Linked DNA regions of Oryctolagus cuniculus: region 1 is linked to region 2. Evidence: chromatin contacts called from public Micro-C data. All regions are on one chromosome and are shown on one strand. Each heading gives the region's core, a stretch centred on a gene start, on an enhancer-like site or on the middle of the called end of the contact. The rest is flanking DNA. Distances are from core to core; before and after follow the strand shown.

What was found. Hi-C and Micro-C count contacts between places; a contact is called where the count stands out from the background.
Region 1: a contact with region 2 is called in a Micro-C map of ear pinna, with 4 times the contacts expected there. The contact joins the promoter of RPL37A here to the enhancer-like site in region 2. A contact is called at or near these places in 2 of 6 Hi-C or Micro-C datasets (ear pinna and an unstated tissue).

What each region holds. Positions count from the first base shown.
Region 1 is chr3:22,781,596-22,785,149 of mOryCun1.1, reverse strand. RPL37A (ribosomal protein L37a) reads left to right here and starts at 2,027. Exons shown (of 4, transcript XM_002712466.5): 1 at 2,027-2,153; 2 at 2,485-2,613; 3 at 3,083-3,165. The coding sequence starts at 2,151.
Region 2 is chr3:21,745,451-21,749,038 of mOryCun1.1, reverse strand. No RefSeq gene overlaps it. Among named protein-coding and RNA genes, the nearest start is that of TNS1, 500 kb to the right of the region's middle. Within about 2 kb of position 2,223, at least 1 of the 8 cell types and tissues checked has an H3K27ac peak or open chromatin away from gene starts, as enhancers often do. A contact at or near this core is called in ear pinna, where this site is marked.

The sequences.
Region 1 (3,554 bases), core at 778-3,277, 1.0 Mb before region 2:
CTCGAAGTACAGAGGCTCTTCCTGGAACCACAGAAAAGAAGACCGGGATGGACTGCAGCGCTCACTTGCCAGCAGGCTGCAGACCTTGGGATGCTGGCAGCATGGTCCTGTCCATGTTCCAGGGCCTCGGAACGAGGGAAGCCAAGGGTGGAATTCTCAGCTGGAGGCTGAAAGCCAGGGGACCAGTAAGGGGCGGATGCTGCAAGCCCTGGATTCTAAACACCAGCAACTGATGTCCAAGGTGGGAATCAGTGTGTCCCAGCCTTCTCAGATGGGGGTGGCGGGGTGGGGGAGTGGGGCAGGGAGCCAGCACAATTCACTTTCTGTATTTATTCTTTTGAGACCTCCAGCCAACTGCAACTGATGGTCTTCCTACCTAATCCACTCTGACCCACCTGCTAATCTCATTTGAAAACACCCTCACAAATGCATCCAAAAGAATGCTTTGCCAGGTTTCTAGGCACTCCTTAATCCAGTCAAGCTGATGCTATAAAATTAACCATCACAAGAGAACACATGCAGAATTATTTGAGGTAATTCATTTTAAGCTGTGTGAACTGAACCTACTTGTGGCCAGAATTCTACTGAAAACATAGCCAGGTATTCCCACAATGCCTTTCAGCCGTCATGGTCTTTCCTGGCCCTTAAATCATGGATTCTCGTACACTCTTATTCTAAGAGTCTTTTTTATTTTTAGAGATATATTTATTTATTTGAAAGGCAGAGTTACACAGAGAGGGATCTTCCATCCTTTGCTTCACTTCCCAAGTGGCCTCAACAGCCAGGGCTAGACCAGGCTGAAGCCAGGAACCAGGAGTTTCATCTAAGTACTTGGGCCATTTTCTGCTGTTTTCCCAGGTGCATTAGCAGGGAGCTGGATAGAGAGCAGAGCAGCCAGGACACCAGCAGGTGCCCACCTGGGATGCCAGCATTGCAGCAGTGGCTTAATCCACTAGGCCACAATGCTGGCCCCTGAAATAGTTCTCTGAGCATCTTCTCTTCTGTCCTAGCCATCTGGCAGGGTAACTTTCTAGTCAGCTCTCTGAATCCCTGCACTCCTCTTCTGTGACTCAACCAACCGCGGACTGAAAATATTGAGAGAGGAAACACTGCAGTCTTTGTTTCCCCCCGTGACTATTTGCATAGCACGTACATTGTACTGGGAGTTATAAATCACCCAGAGATGATGTAACGTGCACAAGAGGATGTATATAGGTGAGTGCAAATACTACACTATTTTATAGAAGGGACTTCACCATCCTCGGACTTTGGTACCCAAGGAGGTCCTGGAACCGATTACCAATTACCACCCCTCCACCCCCCAAGGAGTGGCTGTGATGTCATTTGCCTGGCAAGAAGCCTGGCTGTCCTCTGCTGCCCCTGGAAGGGTGGACAATAGATTGTGGTTAGACAATAGAGTGTGGCGAGCCCTTGGCGTGGAGCCTGGAGCAGGAACCTGCCTGACAGCCTAGGGTGATGCGGGGGGCGGGTGGGGGGCAGCTGGTGAGAACCGGGGGCCCCAGAGAGCGGCTGCAAAACGGAACTTGACCGTGATGTGGACCCCTCCCCAGCCTTCGACTCTGGGACTTCGCTTAGCGAACCGCAGGCCCTCCCCCGTTAAGCCCAGGGGACACCTGCCTTTCCCTGGAAAACTTGGAGCTCGTGAATGCGGTTACACGACCGTCTCCCGGCTGCCCTGCAACTTGTTCCGATCTTGTCACCACTAACGCCAGCATCCCGCACAGGGGCAGCTGCTCCCAGAAAGGATACGACATGGGGAAAGCAATGAGATTTGGAGTCACAAATGTTAAGATTTAAGCACTTCTCTAAGCCACCTGACAGCAGGCAAGCCACTTAAGATCTGACTCCGGTTCCTTGACCTCAAAATGAAGAAAATGGTACTGCTCGGCAAGATTTTGAGGTAAGCGCAACACAATGTGGCTGCGCTGCCCGCTTGGGTTCCCCGTCGCTACAGTTTTTGAAGCGGGGCGGCTACGCCAAACATTTCCCGGCAGGCAGCGGGGAAACCTCCAGACCATAGAGATCGGTTCCTAGATAGGCCTCCCCGCGCCACTTCCGCTTGCCGGCCTAAAATCGCGCCTGCGCGCGACTTCTCTTCCTCTCTGGGCTTGGACCTAGGTGGCGGCGCTATGGTGAGAATCCTGTCTCTTGCGGCCTGGATCGCTATCCCCCGGCATCTGCTCCTTGCTGGGCTCTTTCGCCCTCATTGGCCTCTGCTGGTCTGCCCTGTCCCATGCCCTCCCCGGAGTCCGGGGGTGCTGTCCCAGGCGAAGGGGCGGGGGCGGCCGGGGCCACCCAGGCCGGATTAATATGGGGCCGGCACTGGGCGCTGGTTTTACCAGGTTGATGTGCGGCAGTCCAGGTCATGGCGGGGTTGAGGTGGAGGGGCGTTGTGTGGGGGTGCTGGAACCTGGATCGCACCCCTGAATGTCGCTGGTTTGTCTGGCTCCTCACTTTGAACAGGCGAAACGCACCAAGAAGGTCGGGATCGTGGGTAAATACGGGACCCGCTATGGCGCCTCCCTCCGGAAGATGGTGAAGAAGATTGAGATCAGCCAGCATGCCAAGTACACTTGCTCCTTCTGCGGCAAAGTAAGGGGGTCTCTCGGGGGGCGGGGGGCAGGGGGCGGCCTCCGCCGGAGGCAGCTTGGGAACGGTGAGCGGTTAGAATTGCGGGTGCGGATGACTGTCAGTTGTGAGAGTGTCTCATTTAGAGGGGGAAAAAGGATAGCCTTGCGCCCCAAACATGTTTGGGAAGTGAATCGGTGTTGTCGGGTGGGTGCCAAGCCCCAGAGGTCTGTGCGTGGATCTGAAGGGCATCCTGCGTGTTGAGTAAGTGGAGGCTCGCTGTGGGCGCGAGTGCTGCCTCGTAGCAGTCAGTGGTTTCGGGGAGGGGTCTTTGATTCACTAGGATTGCAAGTTTCGCACTGGTGAGCTAAAGGGGTTTGGGAGCTTACCATACCCGCGTAAAACAGCACGAGGTTGGGTTGTCTCTGGAGGTTGGGGCTCCCGAAAGCCTCGAAGGCTTGATTGACGGTGACAATTACTTCTCCCCGAGTAGACCAAGATGAAGAGACGAGCCGTGGGGATCTGGCACTGTGGCTCCTGCATGAAAACAGTGGCTGGTGGTGCCTGGACATACAAGTGAGTCCGTTTCTGGCGTTGGGATAATATGGGCCACGAAGGGGCGGTGTCGGGATTGGCTGGGTGGGCCACTTTAACTTGCACAGGACTGAGAAAGTGGGGATGCCTTTAGTGTCTTAGGGGCTTTTAGAATTTCAGGTTATTTTCAGTTACTCTAACAAAACCCGGCATTGGGGTCATGGTCCGTTGTGGGGCTGAATCTTTACTGAACCTTGGCTTGCGCTGGGAATTGGTTTAAAAGCTGTAATTAGGAACTTGAGGCCGTTGGGGTCCCCACACCTTTGTGTTGTGGGGACCTCTTCAGCTTTGTGACCTGACAGCCGAGTGACATCACTCAGATGAGGCCGCCTCCGTGTCTGCTGGTTGTCACTGTTTTGACTCTTAAGCTT
Region 2 (3,588 bases), core at 974-3,473:
AGTTCATGTCCTGGCTGCCCTCTTTCAAAGCAGCTCTCTGCTTTGGCCTGAGAAAGTCCCTGTACCCACCTGGGATACCCAGACGAAGCTCCTGGCTCCTAGCTTTGTATCTGCCTAGCTCCAGCCATTGTAGCCATTTCAGGAGTGAACCAGCAGATGGAAGACCTTTCTCTCTGTTTTTCCCTCTCTCTGTCTGTAGCTCTACCTCTCAAACAAATAAATAAAAATAAAAAAAGAAATATTGAATGGCTCAGTTCAAGTTAGGTTTGCTAAATTCTACATAGGATTGAGACAGCAGAAAGTCTCCTGTAGGAAGAGGAGTTATCTGTACAAGCCATAATATCTTAAACCACTTCTTCAAACCATCAGCTTGTGGAAGTACTTTAGTCCATTCACGACCTCAGAGTTAGTTTGAACTACAGGAGACAGAGCTAGTACAAGATAATGGTTCAAATCATCAACTCAAGTACCGGGAAGAAACATGACATGCCCAAGTCTAACTGCGTGAACTTGAGCCATAAGATCACTTCTCCAAGTCTCTATGACTTTGCAAACTGCAGACACAAAGAGTAGCCACTCTTCAGGAAGACTCAGAGGCTGCAATGTGACCATACACACAGAACCCTCAGCACCATCCCTGGCACATGCAGGGAACACAACAAATATTCAGTGATCATCATGGAGTGCATAAGCCAATAAACACTGAATAATTCAGAGGCACACTATTAATAATTAATATCTCAATGAATCTTATTAAAGAAAAGAAGATAGAAGAGATGAAACTATTTCCCATGGCTCATTATCACCATAACTGTGGATAAGAAGAAAGAAAAATGAAAACCTCAAGAGAAATTATGCATCCACATCCAACACAAGTTTGGAGTTCAGTAGAACTGTGGAGAATTCTGGGATTCTCGGAAGTGGCCCAGGACCAGGAGGAAAAACTTGTGCAGACTCTGACATGCACCGATGTACACTTGCAGGTAAGACACACGCTTCTCTAGTCCTCAGTTCCTTAAACTAAAATGGCCACATAGGACTGGCCACCTTAGCTTTCTGACTTCCAGGTTATGAGATCAAAGCTGACAACATCTGAAGACCATGGAAACCCAGTGCTCCTTGGCAGAAAGTTTGAATAGAGCCCACAGATCAAGCAGGAATCTGAACTAGAGAACTCAGGTGGACACTCTTTCAGCCAAAGACTTGAAGCTTCTAGAAGGAAGGATCAAGATTGGTTTCGGGAGGGACCAGTACAGCAAAGATCTTCCACAGAGAGGAGAGACCATCCCTGGTGAGCAGACTTGAACAGGCATATCCCCCTTTCACCCTCCCCCAACTCGCAGCACAGAGGAGAAGAGACCTCAGCAACGTCTTTCTTCTCCACCTCACATTTTGCAAGCCCCCCAGAGATACCCAAAAAAGCAGTTCAATGTTTTTTCATAAACCTATGAAACAGAATCCTGCTCCCCTTCCCTGGGCTCACAGCAGCCTCCCATTGTGGAGCCCTTATCTCCAAAGCCTCGGGGAGGATGGGCACTGGTGAGTCACAGTCATGCTCCATGTGATTTAGAGTCGTAAATCAAGAGACTGTCTAAGAGAAAATTGCACCAAGCCTTAGGGCAGACGCAGGAGCCCCATGTTTAAACAATCTGGTCTAATCTCCTTGGCGAAGAGACCCTCCTACCCCAGGAAACGGCAGGCAGGACTGCCTTGTGTGCAAGTTTCAACGATATCCATCGCAGTCTGTTTCTAGTCAGGCTCTCAGAGATCACTGTCTCAACCGAGAATCATGTCAGTCCAATTTCCCCCTCTACTATCCAAGGGCAAACAAGAGCCAGCCCTGGCATTGAAGAAAATGTTCTCAAATATATCAAAATCAACTGCAGGGATTTCGTATGTCCCCGGCCACCCTGCGGGGCCTGCCACTCCCAACAGGGAGAGCTCTGTGGCACCAGTGCTGTGACTCACACTTCTTCCTCCAACACAAAGGGACCGTCCCTGAGGCCTCTATTTGCTGGCATACAATTGACAAGAGCTTTGTCAAGTCCAGCTCACATGTGGAGGCATAGGAGGTGAGCCTAGCCCTTGGCTGCCACAAAGAGGAGGAGTCTGCTGGCTCCCAGACACCAGCAGTCTTTTTTAAAAGATTCAGCAGATGCTGGATGGTCTGAGGGGTCAGATGGCTTCTCAGATCACTGGCCTCCAGGGTTCCTGTCTCATTTATACTTCCTGGAAAGTGTCAGGAGCTCATTGCAAATGGGCAGCTGGAAAGAGAGGCTAAGGGCCGTGCGGCCTCAGGGTGCCCAACTCCAGGGTGTCATTGTAGAAAGGTCTGCTCTTGGGGGTTGGTTTCTTTTTAGGTCATTCATCTGCCACTTCCCCTAGGCACCAGCTGGTGAGCATCCAGCCTTTCTGCTGTGACCGTGGCAGCCTTCCTGGCCAGGCCTCCACGTGTCTCCGCTCCCCACCATCAGCCAGCCTTGTTTATACCCAGCTTTATGCAGACCTAATCATTAACCTCCCTAAACTGCGATGTGTTGCTGCTTCTCAAGTGTCTGAGGAGGAACCAAGTTTGGGGAGTTTTGTCCACTGAGAAAACATGAGGATGGGACAGGGGCCAAATTCTGATCTATTGGGAGATCCAGAGGCCAGGCAGTCTGCACGGCATCGGGGTGTGCAAGCAACGGAGGCGAGTTAGAGATGGGAGTCTATCATTTCTCAGCCTTTTGGCTAAGATCATGTGTAGAGATGGAGAACCTGGGCTCAATAGAATGAATACAGTTATCCAGCAAATGAAAGCATTAAACGTTCTACACCCATGATGGGTTCGTCCTGCTAATAAACCTGTGAAATAAGGATTAGGGAGTTTCATGAAATAGGATGAAAAGGGTTCAGAGGTTTGCCCAAGGTCAGACCAAAGAGTGACTGCAGGATCTGATCCATGGCAATGTGCTTCAAAATCCAAAATCTTCATGTTAACACCAATGTGAGTGCTTCCCAGGAAAATCAAAACAGAAAACTGACCTCCCAGGCTCCTACAACAGTCAAAGGATATGTGGTATATAAAGGAAAGTTCTAGATTATGTGGGAGAATGGGTCCATGGTTCTCAACTAGGGATAATTTTGCCCCTCAGGGGACGTATGACAATGTCTGGAGACACTTCAGATTGTCATGGATTGCAGAGCGCAGCCAGAAGTGCTGTAAGACAGTTACTCACAATAAGGAATTATATAGTCCTTAATGCCAACAGGCTGAGGTTTAGAAACCCTGGACTAGGGGCCAGTGCTGTGGTGTAGCGAGTAAAACCACTACCTGCTGGGCCAGCATCCCATGTGGGTGTGGGTTCAAGCCCCAGATGCTCCACTTCTGATCCAGCTCTCTGCTATGGCCTGGGAAAGCAGTGGAAGATGGCCCCAGTCCTTGGGCCTCTGCACTCACTTGGGAGACCTGGAAGAAGTTCCTGGCTCTTGGCTTCAGATTGGCCCAGCACTGACTGGCTGTTTGGGAAGTGAACCATCGGTTGGAAGACCTCTCTCTCTCTCTCTCTCTCTCTCTCTCTCTTTCTGCCTCTGCCTCTCTGAAACTAA